Regions from separate parts of the Macaca mulatta genome. Here region 1 is linked to region 2. Evidence: chromatin contacts called from public Micro-C data. All regions are on one chromosome and are shown on one strand. The core of a region is the stretch at or near the end of the contact, and the rest is flanking DNA. Distances in the headings are between cores, read along the strand shown. Region 1 overlaps PPP2R5C (protein phosphatase 2 regulatory subunit B'gamma). Region 2 has its middle 46 kb from the start of PPP2R5C.

Region 1 (5,782 bases), core at 497-2,996, 180 kb before region 2:
TTGTCTCAAACAACTAGTTTATTGTCTTGGTTTTGTGATTAGGCAAACGGAAGTGACTGTCACTGAGCTGCAGAAGTAGACAGAGCTGTCTCTAACTTAGTCTTCCATTATTCACTCTGCTCGGCATAGCGGGCAATGCGGGAAGGGCGAGCCTGGAGCGGCCCATCAAGGAGGGTGTGCTCACTCACAGGGTCACCCGCAGGCTCAACCTCTTCTGGAAGAAAGATACAACTAATCAGTTTCTCGGTGGGAGCTGCACGGGGGCCCTACACACTCAGGGGCCCTATGCACGCAGCGTGGCGGGCTGTGGAACACACGTCATACAGTGCTCTGGTCCCTGCAACAACCTCGGAGGCAAATGCGACGATTCTCCCAGCTTATAGAAGTACCTGCCCACAGTCACACATCTTGCAAGCATCCTCTTCACCACTCACTGCACTGCACTGAGGAGAAACCCCACCCAAGTTTGTCTAAACTAAAAGTAGAATTGTCAACGAGGACATTTTTTCAAATTACATCTAAAATGGCAAGAATAGCTTTTCTCAGAACTACTGGGCGGGACCTGATCCACTGTGAGAAGAGAGTCTTGTGCTCAGGAGCTGCAGGGAGTCACCAGGTCCACCCAGAGCGCCAGGCTTCTCCACCACAGACTCCCGAGAACCCTGAGCTGCCCATCTACACTACTGCCCTACAAAGGTGCAGGGAAAAGCACTTCCACACTTACTAGCCATGGGACCCTGAGGACTCTGGCAAACAGTGGGTTAGAAGGTCTAATATAAAATCTACGCGTTATCAATTAAATAAAAGTGGCCAGGCCTGGTGGCTCATGCCTGTAATCCCAGCACTTTGGGAGGTGACGCGGGCAGATCACCTGAGGCCAGGAGTTCGAGACCAGCCTGGGCAACAAGGAAAAACGCCATCTCCACTAAAAATACAAAAATTAGCCAGGCATGGTGGCGGGCACCTGTAGTCCCAGCTACTTGGGAGGCTGAGGCAGCAGAATCGTTTGAACCAGGGAAGCGGAGACTGCAGTGAGCTGAGATGGCACCACTGCACTCGAGCCTGGGCGCCAGAGCAAGAGTCTCAAAAAGAAAAAGAAAAAAAAAAAAAAAAAAAAAAGGCGAGTAAAAACTTTACTTGGATAAAGATGATGAAAGTTTTGAAATGTTAATTATTTTATAAATATACATATAAAAACCCAAAGTAATTGAAAATATTAGCATTTACATGATACCCCAAATGCACAATCTATTCTTCCAAGCTTCTAATATAAACCTTCTTAGGTAACTATTTTTAACATTGCTCTTGAGGAAATAACCGGAATTGTTTCCATAGTAATGATATTGAGGTATACGAAGCAGAATCTACGTACAGAACCCATAAAAATGGGAGAGAGTTGTCATTTGGCATGTTCTAATCTAAGAGCTCACCAACTCCTGCTCTAAGTGAAATTTTATTTGAGTTCTTTTAGAGAATGGTTTAAACTGCCTTGCTTTAAAGGGGGCAGCCGAACTCAATGAAATGGATCACTCTGGTATAAATTCCATCCACAGCCGTTTGCTACCCATAACACAGAGGCTTACCTTCCCAATATTTCCAGTAACTCTGCTATGCCATTATGATGCTCTGTTTCATAAATAAACCTAGAAAAAACAATTTTCCAATTAGAATTGGACACTGAACTAACGTGAATAAGAAAACAATGCCCTAGGGGGAGCCACGGAGCCAGGTAACAAGAAGCGCGTCTATTTGTGCAAACACACAGCCCGTCAGGAACCAAAGAAACTCCTCAAGGCCTGCAGCTGTAAATGCCTCAAGGGCAGGTCTTGCACAAATGTTTTTCTCAATATTTTATTTTGAAAAATTTCAAGCATCTAGGAAAACTGAAAGAATTCTACAGTGAACACCCATTTCAACACCCAGATTTGACCACGAGCAATGCGCTCCATCTGCTTGATCACATACACATCTGTTCATCCACCTTTTACTCATTCGTTAACCCATCTTACGTTTCAGCCATATTTCAACATAAGCCTATGTCTTAATTTTAAAGCCTGCAATATTTAGCACAGTTCCTGCAAAGGGTAGGAGTGATTCCTGAACACCTCTGATTCTACCTGCCCAGTTTCCCACTGACACCCACACACATCCTCCGCGCTGCTCAGGTGTGATCTTTCTGAAGCACCCATCTGTGACAGACCCCGCTCCCTTCCTCTGAGAAGTCTCTGTCCACTGCACTGCTTCTAGGGGACCCCCGGGACAGGCACCCCACCCTCTGCGCCAGCCCGTCTCCCTTCAGATGGGGCCACCATCTCGTGACTGTGTTCCCGGGACTAGGAGCAAGCCTGGCATCTGTTTGATGATGAAAACACGTCTGCTGAATAAACTGGGGACAAGGAGAGGGAACAGGGACATGTGAGGAAACAGGAAAATGTCCTCCCCAAAAAGGGGTCCTACAGAAACAAAGGAATCTCTCCTGCCCCAAGCCTCGAGCACCTGGGGTTGGTCTAGAGCAGCCCACGAGGGGTGTCCTGCATGAAGTGAGAGGGTCTGAAAGATCCCTGCCCATCAGATGAAAACCATTTGATTCGAGACAGCTCTAAGTCAAAAATAAGTTTGAGAAGATTAAAAAATTCAACTCTGGGCCGGGCGCGGTGGCTCAAGCCTGTAATCCCAGCACTTTGGGAGGCCGAGACGGGCAGATCACAAGGTCAGGAGATCGAGACCAGCCTGGCTAACACGGTGAAACCCCGTCTCTACTAAAAAAATACAAAAAACTAGCCGGGTGAGGTGGCGGGCGCCTGTAGTCCCAGCTACTCGGGACGCTGAGGCAGGAGAATGGCGTAGACCCGGGAGGCGGAGCTTGCAGTGAGCTGAGATGCGGCCACTGCACTCCAGCCTGGGCGACAGAGCGAGACTCTGTCTCAAAAAAAAAAAAAAAAAAAAAAAATTCAACTCTGAAATTTCATTCACTTTGTTTGAAACAAATGAAATAGAGTGACCTTAACATCCACAGGCGTGAAATATTTTTGAAGAATGGGTCTTAACATTTCTATGTTCCCAAACGATCAGAATGCACTGAGAGGTGGTGCTTGAATTGGGTCCTGAAGGAGGATTTTAACCGATTTTTTTTTTTTAATGGCAGTGTGGACAGGGAGAAGAACTCTGGCTGGAACAAAGGTCGGTGACGTGGAGTTGGGTGGGCAAGATGCGTGGAGAGGGTGGAAGGCCAGCTTAGAAAAACCGAAATCTGGCCGGGCACAGTGGCTCATGCCTGTAATCCCAGCACTTTGGGAGGCCGAGGCAGGCAGAACACCTGAGATCAGGAGTTCGAGACCAGCCTGGCCAACATGGCAAAACTCCATCTCTACTAAATATATAAAAATTAGCCGGGTGTAGTGGCACATGCCTGTAATCCCACATATTTGGGAGGCTGAGGTGGGAGGATCACTTGAACCCGGAAGATGGAGGTTGCAGTGAGCTGAGGTGGTGCCACTGCACTCCAGCCTGGGCAACAGAGACCCTGTTTCAAAACAAAACAAAACAAAACAAAAAAACCCGAGATCTGCTCTTGCAGGCGCCAGAAAGCAGAACCGTTAGCAGCGAGACGCAGCAGCACAACGACGCATGTGGCCAAAGCCTGAGAGCGAGGGAGAAACGCCACGAGGGCAAAGCTTGGTGCCGTGGGTGACAGGAACGACACTGGTGCCATGACAAGAAACAGAAAATGCTCTCCCCTGGTGTCCCTGAGCCTGCGCCTACCCTGACGTTTGGAAGCTGCGCCCAGGCAGAAGTCAGTGTGTGTGTCTACGCTGAGAGGTGCTTTAATTTACCAAACTCACCCGCAGGCTCCCTTGCAGCCGTGTGGCTTCAGTTTACTATTCCTCTCGCAGGGGCCTTGGGGAGCTGTGCTCTGGGCCCCTCCGAGGCAAAGAGCCCTGAACCCCTTCTGGTCTAGCTCCATCAGCTCTAACATTTACATGAGGGTGGCTTGCTGTTACAAGCCATTTTGTTTTCCTAAATCAATGTTACTACATTCTTACTGATAAATTCTTAATTTCTAATTTTTTAAACCTGCTTTGAAGTAGGCAGAAGAAAGAGAAAATAAAGACAGTTCTTTTCCTTCTTCCTTTTCCAGCAGAAGACAAACAGGGACACCATGGGAGGGAAACAGAGATCCCTGGGAGCCGGCGAGAGCGTTTCTCACTCTTTTAGCAGAAAGGGAATCAGACCCCCCAGACGCTGAGCTGGGAACCTGCTGGCTATGGAAGTCTCCAGAAGGGATTCTAAATGCCTTTCCTGCCTGTATGATGTGTTCCGGACTCATGGGAAGAGGCGAGGCCAGAACAAAGGGTAGAAGTGACTCCTGAACACCTCTTATTCTACTTCTTTCTTATTTACTTATTATTCTACTTATTTCTCTGAAGCTGGGCTGTCCTCGTGCCCTGCTTTGACCAATACAAAGGGCAGAAGTCACTCTGCACCAGTTCCAAGCCAAACTCTTAGGAGGACTGGGGGCCCTGCTTCTCCCCTCTTGGATGTGGCCATGGCTGTAGAAACTGCCACAACCTGGAGGAGCTCAAGGCATCACAGAGGCAGCGTGGGGACCTGCTCAGCAGCCCCTGGGAACCCTACGGCCCCAGCACATGCCACGGAGCAGAACCGTCTGGATGAGCCCTGCACAGATGACAGCATCACGAGGAGTGACGGACCATGCTGACGGAAGCCACTGAGCTGGGGGTGGGTCCTGACTCCAGGATGGTGTGAGATAGTGACACATCCTGGCGATGACGGGGACAGTTTGATGGCATCTCTCTGTGAGATAAGAGCATGAGCAGGTGCTGCACAGCCTCGCTGCAGGGCCAGGGTGAGGATGGTGCATGACCCATGGCTGGTTATGCAGCAAGAGAAGGAACGGCACACTGCCCTGCCCGCCCAGCCTCCAGGTCCCACTGTGTGCCACAGCAGGTACCATGGGTTATGGACAGCACCGTTTAACTCACACTTAAGCTGACGATAATGAGAAACTACAGAAATAAACAGCAACCTGATATTTACATTTTCAGTTAAGTTGAACCAAATATGTTCAAAATGTTTTTTTCTTAAAAGACACAGCTGTACTATATTGAACTTAGATGAGCTGGCTGGGTGTGGTGGCTCACACCTGCAATCCCAGTGCTTTGGGAGGCTGAGGCAGGAGGATCACTTGAGGCCAGGAGTTTGAAACCAGCCTGGGCAACACAGTGAGATCCCCATCTCTACAAAAATTTAAAAAATTAGCCAGATGTGGTGGCACACATCTATAGTCCCAGCTATTTGGGAAGCTGAGGTAGAAGGATCCCTTAAACTCAGGAGTTTAAGGCTGCAGTGAGCTATGGAGTATAGCATCACTGTACTTCAGCCTGGGTGACAGAGTGAGACCCTGCCTTAAAAAAAGAGAAAAGAAAAGGCAAAAAAAAAAAAGTTAGATGAGCTGAATGCATCTCTCAAGATCTTTCTTATTTTTTTCTCACATGAAATGAGGAGGTAGTGGTACCGACAATGAGGACCCAAATCAATTATGGAATCTAGATAGTATGCTTGCTTTTGATTGCATATATCAGGACAATTACAGAAAAGATTAAACGCATGCACAAAAACACAAATGCCATACTCTAGCACCAAACCTTTAGTGAGAACTGAACTAAATCATGTGTAATAACTTTTGAATACTCATCTATTTAAGTATTTCATAAGGTTAAGGTATGAAACATTTTCTACTTCTTAAATGCAGGTGTTCAAT
Region 2 (5,777 bases), core at 2,211-4,710:
AAAGAAAGAGCCAGGGTCAGGGTCGCACTCTGTCACCCAGGCTGGAGGGCAGTGGTGTGATCTCGGCTCACTGCACCCTCCACCTCCTGGTCTCAAGCGATGCTCCCACCTCAGCCTCCCAGGTAGCTGGGACAACAGTCACATACCACCATGCCTGGCTAATCATTAGTATTATTTTTTATTTTTTGGTAGAGATAGAATTTTATTATGTGCCTAGGCTGGTCTCGAATTCCTGGGCTCAAGCCCATCCACCTGCCTCAGCCTCCCAAGGTGCTGGGATTATAAGCGAGAGCCACTGTGCCTGGCCTAAAAATATGTATGTTTGGATCTTACATCCATCTGGAATTCAGAACATATTTTTGATGTGAGGTTTAATAGATCCATATTTCTTGAGTATCTAACATTCCTTTTCGGCCCCAACTTGGCCCCCTCTTTTTAAATAAACCTTTTCTTTGAGGATAGCTATAGAGGCACAGAATCATTGTGAAGCTAGTACGGAGCATTCCGTACCTCTCACATGATCTCCCTTATTACGAACACCTCACAGCGTATGGTACATCTGTCACCATTACCGCACCGTTATTGACACCTTAAGTTCACACTTTATTCAGATTCCCTTAGTTTTTCCCTAATGTCCTCTTCCTGTTCCACGCTTCCACTCAGGCCCCCAAGTGACATTCAGGTGACATGCCTCCTTAGGTTCCTCTCGACGGTGACAGTTTCAACGTGACAGTTTTGAGGATATGTGGCCGAGGGCTTTGTAAGATGTCCCTCAGTTGGGATTTGTCTGATGTTCTTATGGTTAGACTGGGGTTATAGGAGGCCATTTCATCACATCGAGGTCAAGGGTCTGTGCCATCCACGCCACTTATCCCTGTTGATGCTGGCCTTGACCACCTGGCAGAGGTCATGTTTATGGGATTTCAATAAAAACGGAGCACAGGAAGGGGAACATCACACACTGGGGCCTGTTGTGGGGTAGGGGGAGGGGATAGGGATATCATTAGGAGATATACCTAATGTAAATGACGAGTTAATGGGTGCAGCACACCAACATGGCACATGTATACATATGTAACAAACCTGCACGTTGTGCACATGTACCCTAGAACTTAAAGTATATAATAATAATAAAAAAAAACGGAGCTCCTCCCCCTGGCCCGCCCCCGTGCTGTCCTTTTGCGATGCGTCTTTTAGTGCAGCCCACGCTCAGGAGCCGGGAGTTCTGCTGCTCCTCCCTGAGGGAGGTGTTTCCGCATACATTAGGTGGAATTCTTCTGCGGGAGATTCACCTCCTGTCCCCTCTCCAGGTGTTTATCCAGTCACTCATCTGGATCCCCACAGACTCAAGGACGTTTGCTTTCTGCTTTGGGTCATAACCCAGTACTGTTTTATTTTGTGCCCCCAATTGTCCCAGCCTAGGCCATTGAGAGCTCCTTCAGGGGCCTCCTGGGTCCTCATCATCACTGTGGGCTCCTACTGAGCTCCCTGTTTCGTGTCTGGCCCCTGTGATCCACTGTGTCCTGTGCCTTGTTGTCACTGTGTCCTGTCATCACTGTGTCCTGTCGTCACTGTGTCCTGTGGTCACTGTGTCCTGTGTCTCGTTGTCACTATGTCCTATTGTCACTGTGTCCTGTGTAAACTGCTGCTTGGCCTCTGTGAGTCTCTCAACACCTTAGCCCTGAGCTTCTGGAGGGAGTGCTTCCTGTCTGTGGAAGTTGCTGAGGGGACAGGCGCACACCTGGAGAGTCACTCCAGGACAGAACCCAGGGAGGAGAGGGCCGCTGGGAGAGGCATTTGTGGAAACAGAGAGGGATGGGGCCCGAAGAGCCCTGGAGACTGCTGCGCCCAGATCTATGCTTGGCCTATTCAGTTATTGAGCTAAGAATCCTTCCTACTCCCCTCCCCTCCCCTCACAGCATATGGTACATTTGTCACCATTATAGCACCATTATTGACACCTTAAGTCCACCTTTTATTCAGATTCCCTTAGTTTTTCCCATGTCCTCTCCCTGTTCCACGATTCTACTCAGGACTCCACGTGACATTCAGGTGACATGCCTCCTTAGGCCTCTCCCTTCCCCTCTTTTCCCCTCCCTGCCCCTCCCCGCTCCTGTCTTCCCCTCCCCTCTCCTCCCCCTCCTCCCCTCCCTTCTCCTTCCCTCCCCTCCCCTTTCCTCCCCTCTCCTCTCTTTTCCTTTTTATTGACACAGGGTCTCACTCTGCCACGATCTTGGCTCCAGCCTGAACCTCCAAGTCTCAAGCAATCCTCTCACCTCAGCCTTCCAAGTAGCTGAGACTATAGGCATGTGCCAGCACACCAAGCTGTTTTTTGGTATTTTTTGTACAGACAGGGGTTTCACCATGTTGCCAAGGCTGGTCTCGAACGCCTGAGAGGACACATTTCTGTGGCTGAAGCCCCGCGTCTGTGGGATTTGTTAGAGCAGCCCTGGCTGGCTAATATCGTGGCTTGGACTAGACATGACCCCTTCACGGTTCTGGAGGTCAGAAGTCTGAGACCACGGTGCAGGCAGGGCTGTGCTCCCTCTGAGGGCGCTAGGAGGGCCTGTTCCTGGCCTCCCTCAGAGCTTCCGCTGGTTCCTTGGCTTGGGGAAGCAGAACTCCAGTCCGCACGTAGCACTCTCCCTGTGTGCGTACCTGTGTCCAAATTTCCCCTTCTGGATAAAGACACCAGTCAGGTGGACTAGGACCCACTCTAATGACCACATCTTCACTTCCATACATCTGCAATGACCCTGTATCCAAATAAGTTCACATTCTGAGATGCTAGGAGCTACGACTCCAACACATGGATTTTGGCAGACACAATTCAACCTGTTACAGAGTGAATTTCTCTGAGAAATTCCAGTGCTGAAGCCCTGGCCTCCAATGTGACCACATTCAAAGATAGGGCCATCAGGGAGGTAACTAAGGTTATGAGGCCGCAAGGGTGGGGCCTCAAGCCAATAGGGTTGGCGTCCTTATGGGGAGAGGATAGACACCAGAGACCATCCCCTCTCTAAGCGTGCACAGGGAAGAGGCCATGGGAGGATGCCGTGAGAAGATGACACCCACAGGCCAGGAAGAGAGGCCTTCCCAGAAACCAACCTCACGGGCGCCCTGATGTGGACTTCCAGCCTCCAGAACTATGAGAAACAAGCTTCTGCTGTTTAAGCCACCCAGTCTGTGGCACTTCTTATGGCAGCCTGAGCAGAAGAAAATGCCACCCAGGGCCTTAGCTATTAAATCGTTTGGTTGCAAATGACAGAAACTTAAACCACTTTAACCAAAGGAAAATTTCTAGCTGGGCTTAGTGGCTAACACCTGTAATCCCAGCACTTTGGGAGGCTGAGGTGGGCAGATCCCTTGAGCCTGCTCGTTGCGCCCTCACATGCTCTATTTTTATGCACTCACACATCCCTGTTGTCTCTTTGTGTGTCTGAATCACCTCTTTTCTTTCTTTTTTTTTTTTTAAGGACGTCAGCCAGGTTGGATTAGGGCCAACCGAAGGCCTCCTTTTAACTGAATCACCTCTTTAAAGGCCCAGTCTCCAAATGCAGCCACATTCTGAGGTACTGGGGGTGAGGGCTTCAACATAGGAATCGGGGGGTGAGGGGTGGCTGGGGGACACAGCCTGTGAGCTTTGTTATGGCAGCTCAAGGAAACTCTACAGCCTCTAGAGGATTTGTCTTTAAGGGGCTGGTCCCTCAAGCCGGCTCTGTGCAGTCTCAGGGAGGTCTCCTCTGGTCCTGCCCTCTATGCTGACCCTCATACCACAGCCTGGCCTGTGACTCCCAGAGCCACGGCCCCTCCCTTCCTTCCTAACTCCTCTCCACTCCCTGCCCACATTAGTATCTCCCCAGCTGCCCATTCACAGGCACCTCCTGCATCCCCACTTCCACTGTGCCCGCTGGATAACTGCACCTGTCCATTCTAAATAAAGATGCATTTATTGAGTGTCTAGGGATCTGCCCTGGCAGTGCCCATGGTCTAAAAAGGAAGTCAGACAAGTAAAGACTGCGGGTTGTGAGATAATTACAACTGGGCACTATCTGGGGCAGACACGTCACTCCACAGCCCATGTCCTGCGGCCAGCAGGGGTGCCTTTTCCTTGTTGGCACAGAGACTCCTTGCAGGCCAGCCAAAGAGGGGGCACAGGGTGGCATTCTGGGAGCTGAGGGTGGCTCTGCTGAGGAGTGGACATGGAGCTGGGTGTTGGTGAAACTCTCCTGTTGAGAGGCTGCCCGGGTGGCCGCGGGCAGCAGGGGGCTCCGACTGGGGAATGTGGGCAGGTGCAGCGGCGGGAGAGCTGAGGGGTGCAGTGGTGGGAGAGCTGAGGGGTGCAGCGGCGGGAGAGCTGAGGGGTGCAGCGGCGGGAGAGCTGAGGGGTGCAGAGCTGGGTCAGGGGCCCGGGAGAGTGCAAGGGAGAAACACACGAAGGCATGAGCCGAGGCAGCCACTGTGGGAACGAGAGGTTGACAACGGGAGCCAGAGGAATGGAGAGCTGGTGTCCTGCAGGGGTGAGTGGGGCAGGAAGTTACCCCCTGGCAGGCCTGTTGAGGGGCTGGGATGGGTACGGTTAGTGTCGGGTCAGCGGTTCCGCTGCAGTCTGCTTCAGTTTGAAATTCTATGCCTGCGGAAGACGGAGAGCCTCCAAATCTTCAACACTGCAGCCAGCAGGGGAGGGGATGCAGCCCGGTTGGCGTCTTGGGGTGGGGCAGGCAGGTCAGGGGTTGTTGCTCAGACCCAGTGGGCAGACCTCGATGAGTTCTCACCAGTGTGACTGTTCACGCTGCCTCCCACTGGCCCTCACTGACCACGTCCTGTTCCATACTCAGGTTTCTGACCCATGATATGGTTTGGATCTGTGTCTCCGCCCATATCTCATGTGGAATTGTAATCCCCAATATGGAGATAGGGCCTGGTGGGAGGCAGCTTTGCCAGGCCTGGAGGTCACCATCTGGTCAGCCACGGGATTTATTCATCCCAAAGGGGGCTCTTGGCTTAGTGCGGGGTGAATGTCCACAGGTCCCAGAGGACCCAAGAGCGGAGGCTGGAAGTGGAGCTGCCCCTGGAGAGAGGCCAGCACTGGAGTGCTGTAGTCCGTTCTTGCACTGCTGTAAAGAACTACCTGAGACTGGGTAATTTATAAAGGAAGGAGGTGCCATTGGCTCGTGGTTCCACAGGCTGTACAGGAAGCACGGCAGCATCTGCCTCTGGGGAGGCCTCAGGGAGCTCTGACTTATGGTGGAGGCCAAGCAGGAGCACCAAGGGGGGATGGTGTTAAACCATGAGAAACCGCCCCATGATCCAGTTACCTCCCACCAGGCCCCACTTCCAGCATTGGGGTTTGCAATTGCAGTATTCCCACCTCTGCCCGGGCTTTCCTGGACAAACACTTGAAGATCTGCAAGACAGAGAAGCAGACGCCCCCGAAGCTTCCACTCACAGCCCTGCAATACCTGGGTTGCCTGCCTCCCTCCGTAGTATGACACACATTTAACTCCTCAACTCGAGTGAGATCAAGTTCCTCTTCACTGCTTGTGCATGCATGAGGGGAGGGTGCCTACAACTCAGATGATCCAAGCACTGGCACCAAAGGCTCAGAATCCTCTGGACCAGCTCTGCCCAATAAGAATGTCATGTGAGCCACAAGTGCAAACCACATAGGTGATTTAAAAACTCTTAGTGCTCACATTTAAAAAGTAAAAAGAAAAAGGTGACATTGATTTTAGTAATATATTTAATGTAGTCCAAAATAATGCTCAAAACATTAT

What was found. Hi-C and Micro-C count contacts between places; a contact is called where the count stands out from the background.
Region 1: a contact with region 2 is called in a Micro-C map of CD4 T cells, with 9 times the contacts expected there. The contact joins two enhancer-like sites. A contact is called at or near these places in 4 of 14 Hi-C or Micro-C datasets (CD4 T cells, fetal cortex germinal zone, fetal cortical plate and 1 more).

Annotation. Positions count from the first base shown.
Region 1 is chr7:175,234,180-175,239,961 of T2T-MMU8v2.0, reverse strand. It overlaps PPP2R5C (protein phosphatase 2 regulatory subunit B'gamma), which reads right to left. Exons shown (of 15, transcript XM_015144500.3): 8 at 1,584-1,643. Among named protein-coding and RNA genes, the nearest start is that of DYNC1H1, 79 kb to the left of the region's middle. Within about 2 kb of position 1,746, at least 5 of the 40 cell types and tissues checked have an H3K27ac peak or open chromatin away from gene starts, as enhancers often do. A contact at or near this core is called in CD4 T cells, where this site is marked.
Region 2 is chr7:175,058,249-175,064,025 of T2T-MMU8v2.0, reverse strand. No RefSeq gene overlaps it. Among named protein-coding and RNA genes, the nearest start is that of PPP2R5C, 46 kb to the left of the region's middle. Within about 2 kb of position 3,460, at least 4 of the 40 cell types and tissues checked have an H3K27ac peak or open chromatin away from gene starts, as enhancers often do. A contact at or near this core is called in CD4 T cells, where this site is marked.